2 separate regions of the Capsicum annuum genome follow, and region 1 is linked to region 2. Evidence: chromatin contacts called from public Hi-C data. All regions are on one chromosome and are shown on one strand. The core of a region is the stretch at or near the end of the contact, and the rest is flanking DNA. Distances in the headings are between cores, read along the strand shown.

Region 1 (4,777 bases), core at 1,446-3,945, 93 kb before region 2:
TTAAATTTTGTATTTATTTTTATTTCTTAAAAAAAGAATATAAATTATATTTATTCTTTATTCGATGCGAGAAAAATTATTATATCACATGATAAAAATATTAGATAATCACACTACTTGGGAAATAATTCCTTTGGTAATGCTATGCACATTACTCATTAATGAAGTAGTTGATGTATCTAAGTGTACACATAAAGCTAAAGGTTTGAATTATTTTATTTGATACTTTTCAAAGTTTTTCTAATTTATTTATTTCACCACTTAATAATATTTTTAAAACTCAAGGTATTATGAATTGGTACTAATTTAATATCTTTTGGTTGTTTATTTCATATACTAAAGATACTTAAAATGTAAAAGAAATAGAAAGATGGCTTTCAGATTTTCATATATGTACTAAATGCACTATTTTTGAAGGAAAGAAAAGTAATTTAGTCATGAAACAAATTAAATTTTTTAAAAAATATGAACAAAATGATCTAATATTACAAATGAATCTTTAAAATAGTACCCAACCAATTATCGCTTGCTTTTTGTGGGTTTAGGATGAGGAAAGGATATAAATTGGCGTTTACTTATATAATAAGATAAAATAGTGTAATAGAAACAAAAAATAATATGAGAAAATTAAATTAAAAATAATAAATTTCTGTTTTCTAAAGTTTTTTGCCTATATTAATTTTGCGGATTTACTTGATTTGTTTAGGAAATTTACTTGGAGAAAATCCATAAGAATTCATTTTTTTACTATCTTTTTATCAAAAAGATCTTGCTTGAAATTTTGCAGGCTAGACTACATGCGAATTAAATTTTTCTGGTGATAATTACCTGTTAGATTTTTTAAACAAATTTTGTTTGAGAAAAAAAAACTTAGATTTTCTACTTCAAATTGTGTTTGATAGAAAAATTTATAGGTTTTTCATTGAATTAATTTGATTGAAAAGCTTGTAGTGAATTAGGTTACCGATAATATTTTTTACAAATTCTAATTTTTTTTTTCTTTACATAATTTAGATTTTTCTTGTAGTTTATAAGGCGTGAGTTTAAAAAATTAAACAGGTTTATTATTAAGAAAATAAGATTTTAACAACATGGCATGCCAAGTAGGAGAGAAGAAGGTTTTTAAAGTGTTATGTATTTTTTGAGGAAAATAGGGATAGTTGAGTGATATTCTTGTCCTAAAAGAAACAAAAGTGATATTTGTAGGCAATTGCCAAAATATGGGTGACTATCTACGGAAATTACTCATACATTTGTATCTCCTCTCTTGAAATTTTTAAGGCGTCAGACATTCTACTTTTTTCCACACGAGTTCCATATTAATTTCATTGCGTCTCCCTATTAATTTATTTGTATCTACATATTATATACGTTTTAAGGTTAAGCAAGTTCAATTTTATCAAACTTGATCCAAGTTTTCGGCTCTCAAGGCTTTGAGCTCATTAAAAAAAAAATTTGGCTGTTGCTTTAATCATGTCTCTTATAGCTTTGTCATTTCTAATTTTCTGTTCAGCTATTATGTGTTAGGATTCACATGTCTCTGATTGCAAAGCAGCCTGTAGAGATGTACCCAGTTGTTCGATGTGTAGTTGGGTAGTTAGAGATGGCAATTGGCGTTCAATTATAGAATTGAACAACTGATTCCCTTTTTGTTTACTTGCAGGATGGGGAATCTGTCGAGCATTTATCTGCGAAAGAACTTTTGCAAAGACATGTCAAGCGTGCTAAAAGGATTAGATCACGGTAAAAAACCTTTCTGGTATTTGGCTTTTTGCAATTAGGGTTATAAGTTATAACTGTTTCCTTGTTGATGGAGCTCTTTCTGGCCCCTTTCCCAAGGTGCCCAAAGAGGTGCAGATGTCCTATATTACAAATTCTACTTTTTCTTTTGTTGATTAGCTTTACTTTGGCATTTGAAATTTGTTATGATCAGGGAAAATCAGTAATTTAGCTCTGCAAAGGAATGAGTGATATATATATCTTAGATGATAACAGTGTTTTCGTTTACCCAAAATCCCAACGCTATTTCACTGGGCGCTAGCCCTTTGATGAATGGATAAAAATTTGACACTTCACCTAATTGGAAAGGGAAAAAGTAGTAGTCCATCGCTAATCATGTGGTTAACTTGCAATGCCCCCTTAAATTGAGATGCTAGCAAAATTAGACACCTGAAGAAAGAGCTTGAAGAACAGAAACCATGCATTCGGTTCTTCTGCTGCACAACTGAGAGTGGCTGGTGATTGGCCATCTCAACTCTTTCTGATAATGACCTCTGTTCAGCCCAAAAATTAGGAGATTAGGTCGACAAACTGACCTGGTTTTCACTTTCCGGCTAGATGCTGGATCTGATGAAGCAGATAACAAACAATGATAAGATTCATAGCCGTTAATTCAATCTTCACTATATTCCAGAGTCATTCTTTGAGCAGGTGTTTCCCGTCTTTCTCTTCCTTTCCTTGGTCTCCGGAAGGGGGGGGGGGGGGGGGGGGGGGGTTCGTATTTAATGTGCTTCCTGGAAATTGGTTGATAACTTTTTCACTGGTGAATAAATACAGTTGACTCATTGTGCTTGGAAAATTTGCAGATTAAGGGAAGAAAGGCTTAGACGGATTGCAAGATACAAAACCAGGCTTGCTCTTCTTCTCCCTCCAATGTTAGAGCAGCAATTCAGAAACGATCCAGCTTCTGGAAACTAAACTATGCAACTGGTTCGTAGGCTCTCATGTGCTCCTTGCTGGAGCGCTCATATTTCGTTAGTCATATATATGTACCTTGAGGACTTTGGGGAGCGCTCAGGTTTGATGTTATTGACGTTGGGGGCAAAATGGTGTATGCTGGTGCAATACAGGCGGTTTGGTAGTGTAATTTAGTGTTGCTTGTTAGCTTGTATTTATAGCATGGTGATGCTATTAGAATAGGAGGATAACGATTTAGCTAGGAAATAAATCATCAATGTTTCTGAGTTGTAATTTAGTGGTTCTGGTGATATTCTTTGTTGTCCTTTAGATTATTTACTTATGGAACTCGTCAAATTTAACTGATAGGTTTAAATGAGTTGAACAAGTTCAATTAGATCATTTGCGTAGCATGCCTCTACTGCTTATATGTGGTGGTGTATGAAATGTGCTTGGTTGAATAATGGAAGGTAGAAAACAAGAGGCAGCTCATACAGCAATGGACAGAAAATATGTTCGGTGGTTTCTTAATCCTTCTAAACCCAGGGAAATTGCTCGCACATATTTCATATGATATTGAGATACGTGCAAGTTGATCTGGACGCGACGTTATAGAAGTTAAAAAAAAAAGAAAAAATTATCTAAATAAACAACATACCCACTTCTAAAAAATTACTTAAATTCCAACATTTCATATTTTTGATAAAGTTGAGATACAAGTTAAACCTATAATTAACAAGTCGGCTCTTTACCAAAAATAATCTATATCACCTCTTTGTACGCTGCAATTTCTGGTGAGGTTTCTATCCATTTTCTCCATCTAATTCAAAACTTTCAGTCAAGGTAATTTCCCCATGAAATCAACTTCAATTTATTCTATTTCTTTTTTATGTTTTTTTTAAAAAAAAATATTTTGCGCAAGTAAAGCTATGTGAAATTTGAGTGTTTTGGTTGAACAATTTCTTCGATTCTACTTTTTTTTTATGCTTCATTATTTGAATTATCATTATGAAAAGAGATTTCGGACTTTCTTTTAGTCTTGGGTTTTCTCAATTAGAAAATATCAAAGAATCTTAAAAAGTTGTAAACTTCGTTCCTGGAAATACTGACTATGAATTTGATGGCTTTGGTGAAAATAGATCAAAACATAGAAACGATTCCCAAACTATGAAGAAATTATGGCAAAAGCATGCTAAGAAGGACAAGAAAAAAGAAAGTGGTTCTAAGAAAAGAGGATCCAACAGTCCTGCAAGTAAAGCTCCCGCCAAGAGAAGAATTGTTGAAGAAATTTGAACAGATAAGCTTCCTAAGGTAATTGCATCTTCAGACCTGTTGAATATTAGGCTGAGATACATATTTTGAATTGGATGATACGTTTAGAAATTTATTGTTTATCTGGTTCTTTTTTGCTAATTTTATATGTATCTTGTAATTTTTTTTATATTGAAATTAATATAACAAAAGATACAAGTTTTTAAGTATATAGATACATGTTATGTTGACTTGTATATGTGAGTTGTTGTTAATACTTTGATATGTATCTATTGGTGTTTAAATTTTACTGAAAGTCTTATTATAAGAGATATAAGTTATGACTTTATAGAAACTTGTTGTGTTAACTTGTATCTGGGACTAACTGTTAATGCCTTGAAATGTATCTAGTATTGTTTATTTGTTATTGAAAGTCGTATTACAAAAGATACAAGTTTATACCTACATACACACATGTTGTATTAACTTGTATCTAAAGTATGATGTTCTTAGAATTTTTATTTATATTGTACTGTCTTAATGTAGAGTTGTTGCATCTCAACTAATTTTATCATTATTGTTTCTTTTTGTTTTTAGGAATTGAGTTACGTTATAAAGGAAATTCCAACTCATCCTCTTAAATTGTAAGTTCATGCAATTTAAGATTTAAGGATAAAATTAAAGAAGTTGTCAGCCAAAAAGTTTTACACTTATTTGAGAAGACTATTTTCGGATGTTATCTCAACATACCTCTTTTCAATTATATTGGACAAATAACAAAATGTCTTTTTATGCTCGAGATCGAGCAACCAAATCAAGAAGAGATATATGTGTTTGTCAAAGGCCAGAT
Region 2 (5,140 bases), core at 2,538-5,037:
TCCCGGTCCTCATGAGACTCAAATTTCATCGGTCACAAAATTAGTTGGACAAAAGAAAGTTCCCTCATCCAGTGGACTTTCTGAAGAAGCCTATTGGAGCAATTACTAGGTTTTGATGATAAAACGGATTCTGGATTAGTGTCTCAACTACGCTAATCCTTCACAATTTCTAAGGACGTGATTTTGTCATCTTTGTTTCATTGTCCAACAATTTGACACACTTGAGGGGAAGCAGATCATTCCATGGTTTACAAACATTCTTCTCATGCTAAAATATTGTCTCAGATTTTATTTGATGACATTAACCTAATAAAAGATAATCATGAAGACATTTCTTACCTATACTACCATCTAGCAGTACATATTCAACTTAAGAACTTGGAAAAACTATTGTACTACCTAGGTAATAAGGTGTGGCACAATCTAACCATGATACTGCCACATCGCAAAAGAACTAGGCATTGGATATACCGGAAAATACTAGTATGGTGGATTGTAAACACACAAATATTCTATAGACCTGAATCACGTTTGCTGAGAAAGGGAGCCTCTAAAAGACCAGGGTCAATAATGACTTCTTGTTGACAAATTCCTTTGTCCTATAATCATACGACTAGATATCTCTTTTTCTATCACAATAGCTGGTCAATTCTTCTAACTCTCTGTGACAGTCATGTGAATTGCAATGATTCACAGTTTTAGATGGATCAAAGAGCCTTGGGAACAAATATATTGTATCAGGAGACGGAAAATAAATGAATTGTTTTGTAATTTGGAGCGAAACCAGCGAAATCTCCTTCTAAGAGATGATCAACTTCAGGTTATTGTATTTTAATTGGAATTGATCTAATTTCTTTTGAAAGTAGAAAAAAGGATGTGATGATTAAATCATCGGCAAAAGAAATTATGATGGTCAAACAAAATGAAGAAGCAAAGTATCAAGTGGCTCTAGCGGCTTATATAGTTTAAGAGCTTCTGCACGAGATGAAACGTAATCAAGATGAATATGAAAACGATTTGTGATAGTCAAACAGGTCTACATATCGCTTCAAATTCTACATTTCACGGAAGAGCGAAACACTAACATAAATGTAGCCAGCTTTTTAGACAAAAATTGAGTCGGATGTGTTGCCACCAATTTTACCACTCAAATGACCAACTAGTCGACATCTTTATAAAATCTTTTCAATGTCCCATAATTAATTATAATAATTTTGATGATACAGATCAGTGCAATTCAACCTGAGGTTGGCCAAAAGGATTTGTAACAAATGTGTTGATATGAGAGGATCTGTAAATATTGCATCAGTTTTATGAAACTATGGTTTAGTTCAGTGCATATTATTATGAATGACCTAGAGAGATTTTGTTCTATATATATTTTTTCCTCATTTAGACCCAATGTGAACACTATATAATAAACCCCCAAAGCTTGAGAGAATTAACCAAATTGAACATTCTCAAGAACTCTCTCTTCGTTTTCCAATTGTCATCTCTCCTATTCTTTTTCTACGTCTCCGAAAACACATTATTTCACATGACAGCAACAAAAAGGCTGTAAATGAGATACATGTCAAAATGCACGAGATAATTCCCAAACAAAGTAGAAAAGCAAAATACATTTATCACATGGGGATTCCATTGTACAATCATGAACGTCAATAAAATGTGCAGATAGCAAGCCGATACAGTTCATACTAATTCTTAACATAAGTAGCAAATACATGCAGCAAGAGTTGATTATTTGTTGAGGAAGCCTCCTACCACACAATTCATGCTAGAAAATGCCAAAACTAGAAGAAGCTAAATATAATGTAGACATACACTTCCAACAGGAGTCAGATACTTTGTCGATATTTCAGAGTTGTTTCTACCCAAGCGACGTTACAGTTAGCATTTAGCAATGAACACAATGGAATCAAAATGACAAGCATTGGCAAGGAGAGATAGCTGAGTAGACAGAAGACCTCGGAAGCTATACCTTATTCAAAAGCCATCAATTCAATCTTCTCCTTCTAGACTCACGGATATCTACATCAGAAAGCCTTGACAAAATGTTTCTTCTCCTGGAAGCCAAGGAAGATCGTATCACAGGCAGATTACCAGTACCAGTTGTAAGGTTTTCCAACTGAACAGCAGCATCAGAAACTTCATTTGCTTGAGAAGAGGACGGAACAGATGCAGTGGAACCTGTCCCTGCTACTGCATCCAGTGCCCGATAATTTGTCTGTATGAGAGCAGCATCTCTTCTGAAAGAATCACCGTCACCTGTTGCTCCCTGAACGGCTGGTAGAACATCCGCATTACTTCTTTGGAGAAGCCGATCAGTGAGTGATGCTGCAAGGTCCTCAAACATCCGTTGTGCATTATCTAACTCTGATGAAAGAGACGCAGCACCTTCTGACAACACCCTTGAAAAAAGACGGGAACGTAGTCTCCTACTGCTTAAGGTGTCAGCATTTTGCAACACATGAGAGTTGCTTGCAAAAGTAACTCCACTACTGTCCTGTTGCTGCGGGTGGTTCCCTAATCCAATACTAGTCCTAATTCTCCTTAGAGCTTCTGCAACCGGGATGTGAGACAAACCCTGAGTTACACGCTGCTGTCTAACACTCTCTATTCGACGTGCCTTTGGCCTTGGTGGTATTTTCAGACCAGACTCCAGCTCTTTTACCCCTTCACCATCTCCATTACCATAAACAGGTGTAACATTTGCATCTGAAACCTCTCCCTTACAAACAGGACATTCCTTTGTAGTTGAATCAACATAAGGTAACTGATAAAAGCACGACCAACAGTATAAGTGGCCACAACAAGTCAAAACAGGTTCTTTAGCCATATCCAAACATATATTACAGTCAAAAAAACTCCCGCCATCATCCTCCACCTTATTAACCACTAAATCCATCTCTAACGCCTTTGCCACCAAATGGGAACTATCCCTTTTGCATCCTTTCCCCCTCCCAACATTCCTTTCCACCACACCCGAATTCCCCACCCCGTTCTCACCTTGCATCTCACTATCCACATTGACCACGGCGCCACCCGAAACATCACCAGTAACCAAAGTACTCCGCGCCTGACGCCACGTATGACGCTGCAAAGCTCTAGCAGTAACAGCCTCAAGTTGCCTAATCCTCTCCTCTATCCTACTGTGAGCAGTTTCTAAGTCACTCAACAAAGACCCTAATCCTAAAGACGAACCAGAAGATGGGTCCATAGGTTCTTGGTTCAAATCCAGATCCATCACTATATCATCCATCAAAGTCTAATCCTACTCAATTTCCAAGATACCCTTTTTCAAGAACAACAAAACAAACCCCTTTCCTTGGCTAGATATTACCTAAAGAAAACACACACACACACCAAAAAAAAAGAAAGAAAAAAAAGTCAAGTACAAAATCACAACATAGATGAAACCTGATAACAAACAAATGAGAACCCAAATTCAAGAATTGAATAAAAGAACCTGTAAGAAAATTCCATGGTTTTCTTGATATACCCGCCAGTGGTACAAGAAAGGGAGAGAGTGAAAGAAAGGAAAAGGGAAAAGGGGGTGGGGGTGGGGGGTGGGGGATAAGACGAGAGTATCCGAGGGAGAAGAAAGAAGAAGGGGAGAAAGCGCCGGGCCGCGCTAAGCAAACAAGAAAAAGTTTATTGGATTGGATGGGTCATGGGTTCCAAGCAACTTTGGTTAGTGCATTTTGGGCACTTATGTTGTGACTTGTGAGGATACTAGGAAATGTCCGAATAAGATAACTAGAGGAGCCGCCTATCGAAACTAACTTTTCTATCTCATTATTTTTGAAATATGAACTACGTTTATTATTAATCTCTTCATACTGTATTTTATGAAAATACACGACATATCATTGTTATTAAAGATAAGCGGAGTCAACTTATTAATAGTCGAAGCATTATAACATGATGATATTGTAATAATGATTTATTTATACACTCAATAAAATATTGACAATGCATAATGAAAAGTTTGTGCAGGTCATGGATTGTGAGATTGAATTATTGATATACTATTTGTGCAGGTCATGGATTGTGAGATTGAATTATTGATATACTAAATTATTGATATACTAAAGTATCAAATAAATGGGTTAAGTTGATTAAAATATGTTAGGTTTATTATTGAATTATTGTCTAATCTATATAAGCCACTAAAGTGTACTATGTACACATTAGGATGAAATTGGATTAGAATAGGTTAACGAATCATAGCTTAAATTACTCGATTGAAGTTTCAAGGGTTTGGGGTGGATTGCTCCTCAATTCAGGAAACTGTTCCCAGATACACTTACGCAGCAGGAATTAGGAGATAAATAAAATAAGAAATGCAGAAAATACAATAAAATAAAGGACACAAGATTTTTACTTGGAAACTCTTTGCTCAAGGGAGAAAAATTACGACCTGCCTCCAGGATTTCTAAGGTCCACTATGCTCAAGTAAACTTCTTGAATACAGATTCCAAAGATTAACTTCCTAATCCTTTGTTTCCTAGCAAGAACTCCATTACAAGGAAACCCAAGCAGTACCTCTGCTGCTTCTCACCTCCAGCTAACTCTAACTGGTAATACAAACTAACTCTAGTTTGAAACAATCATCTAACTCTAGATTATTACAAAATGAAGGTTTGCACCTCAACACCTAATGACAATCATAAGCAAATGTAGGCAAGTGTTTAAGTACAAAATACAAAGACTCAACTGCAACAAGAAAGTAAAAAATACAACTCAATGAACAACCGGTTTCTTACTGCAGTGTGTAGCCTTTGATTCACCACTTCAGAGAGATATTTAATTGTAAGTATATGAAGTGTTGGTTTTCTTGTTGAGGAAGATGAGCAATATATATTATGACACAAGAAAACCTAAGAGAGATCCCATTGGTTAAGGCAAAAAGGTGCCAAGAGCTTTCCAATAACTTTTGTACTATGTGTCAGCCGTGGCAGTTCGAATTTGACAGTGACAGGTGAGCTCAACCTGTTCCCTAATGTGTAGTAGCTTTTGGTATCACCAAAACTCCAAGGACCAGGTCCCAAACTATGAATTTGTCAATCATTAAAACAAAAGACTTAACAATTTCTCCCTTTTTGATGATGGCAAATCCATACAAGCAATTCAGCAT

Evidence for each region. A called contact is a pair of places that touch in the nucleus more often than the background predicts.
Region 1: a Hi-C map of bud shows a contact between it and region 2, with 3 times the contacts expected there. The contact joins the enhancer-like site here to the promoter of LOC107838718 in region 2. A contact is called at or near these places in 4 of 5 Hi-C or Micro-C datasets (bud, leaf, pericarp and 1 more).

Annotation. Positions count from the first base shown.
Region 1 is chr1:143,571,184-143,575,960 of UCD10Xv1.1, reverse strand. It overlaps LOC107838731 (endochitinase A), which reads left to right. Exons shown (of 7, transcript XM_016681915.2): 6 at 1,664-1,743; 7 at 2,586-3,075. The coding sequence ends at 2,697. Among protein-coding and RNA genes, the nearest start is that of LOC124898113, 15 kb to the right of the region's middle. Within about 2 kb of position 2,695, at least 4 of the 5 cell types and tissues checked have an H3K27ac peak or open chromatin away from gene starts, as enhancers often do. A contact at or near this core is called in bud and leaf, where this site is marked.
Region 2 is chr1:143,478,927-143,484,066 of UCD10Xv1.1, reverse strand. It overlaps LOC107838718, which reads right to left and starts at 3,787. Exons shown (of 2, transcript XM_016681889.2): 1 at 3,470-3,787; 2 at 1,592-3,343. The coding sequence starts at 3,262. The coding sequence ends at 1,997.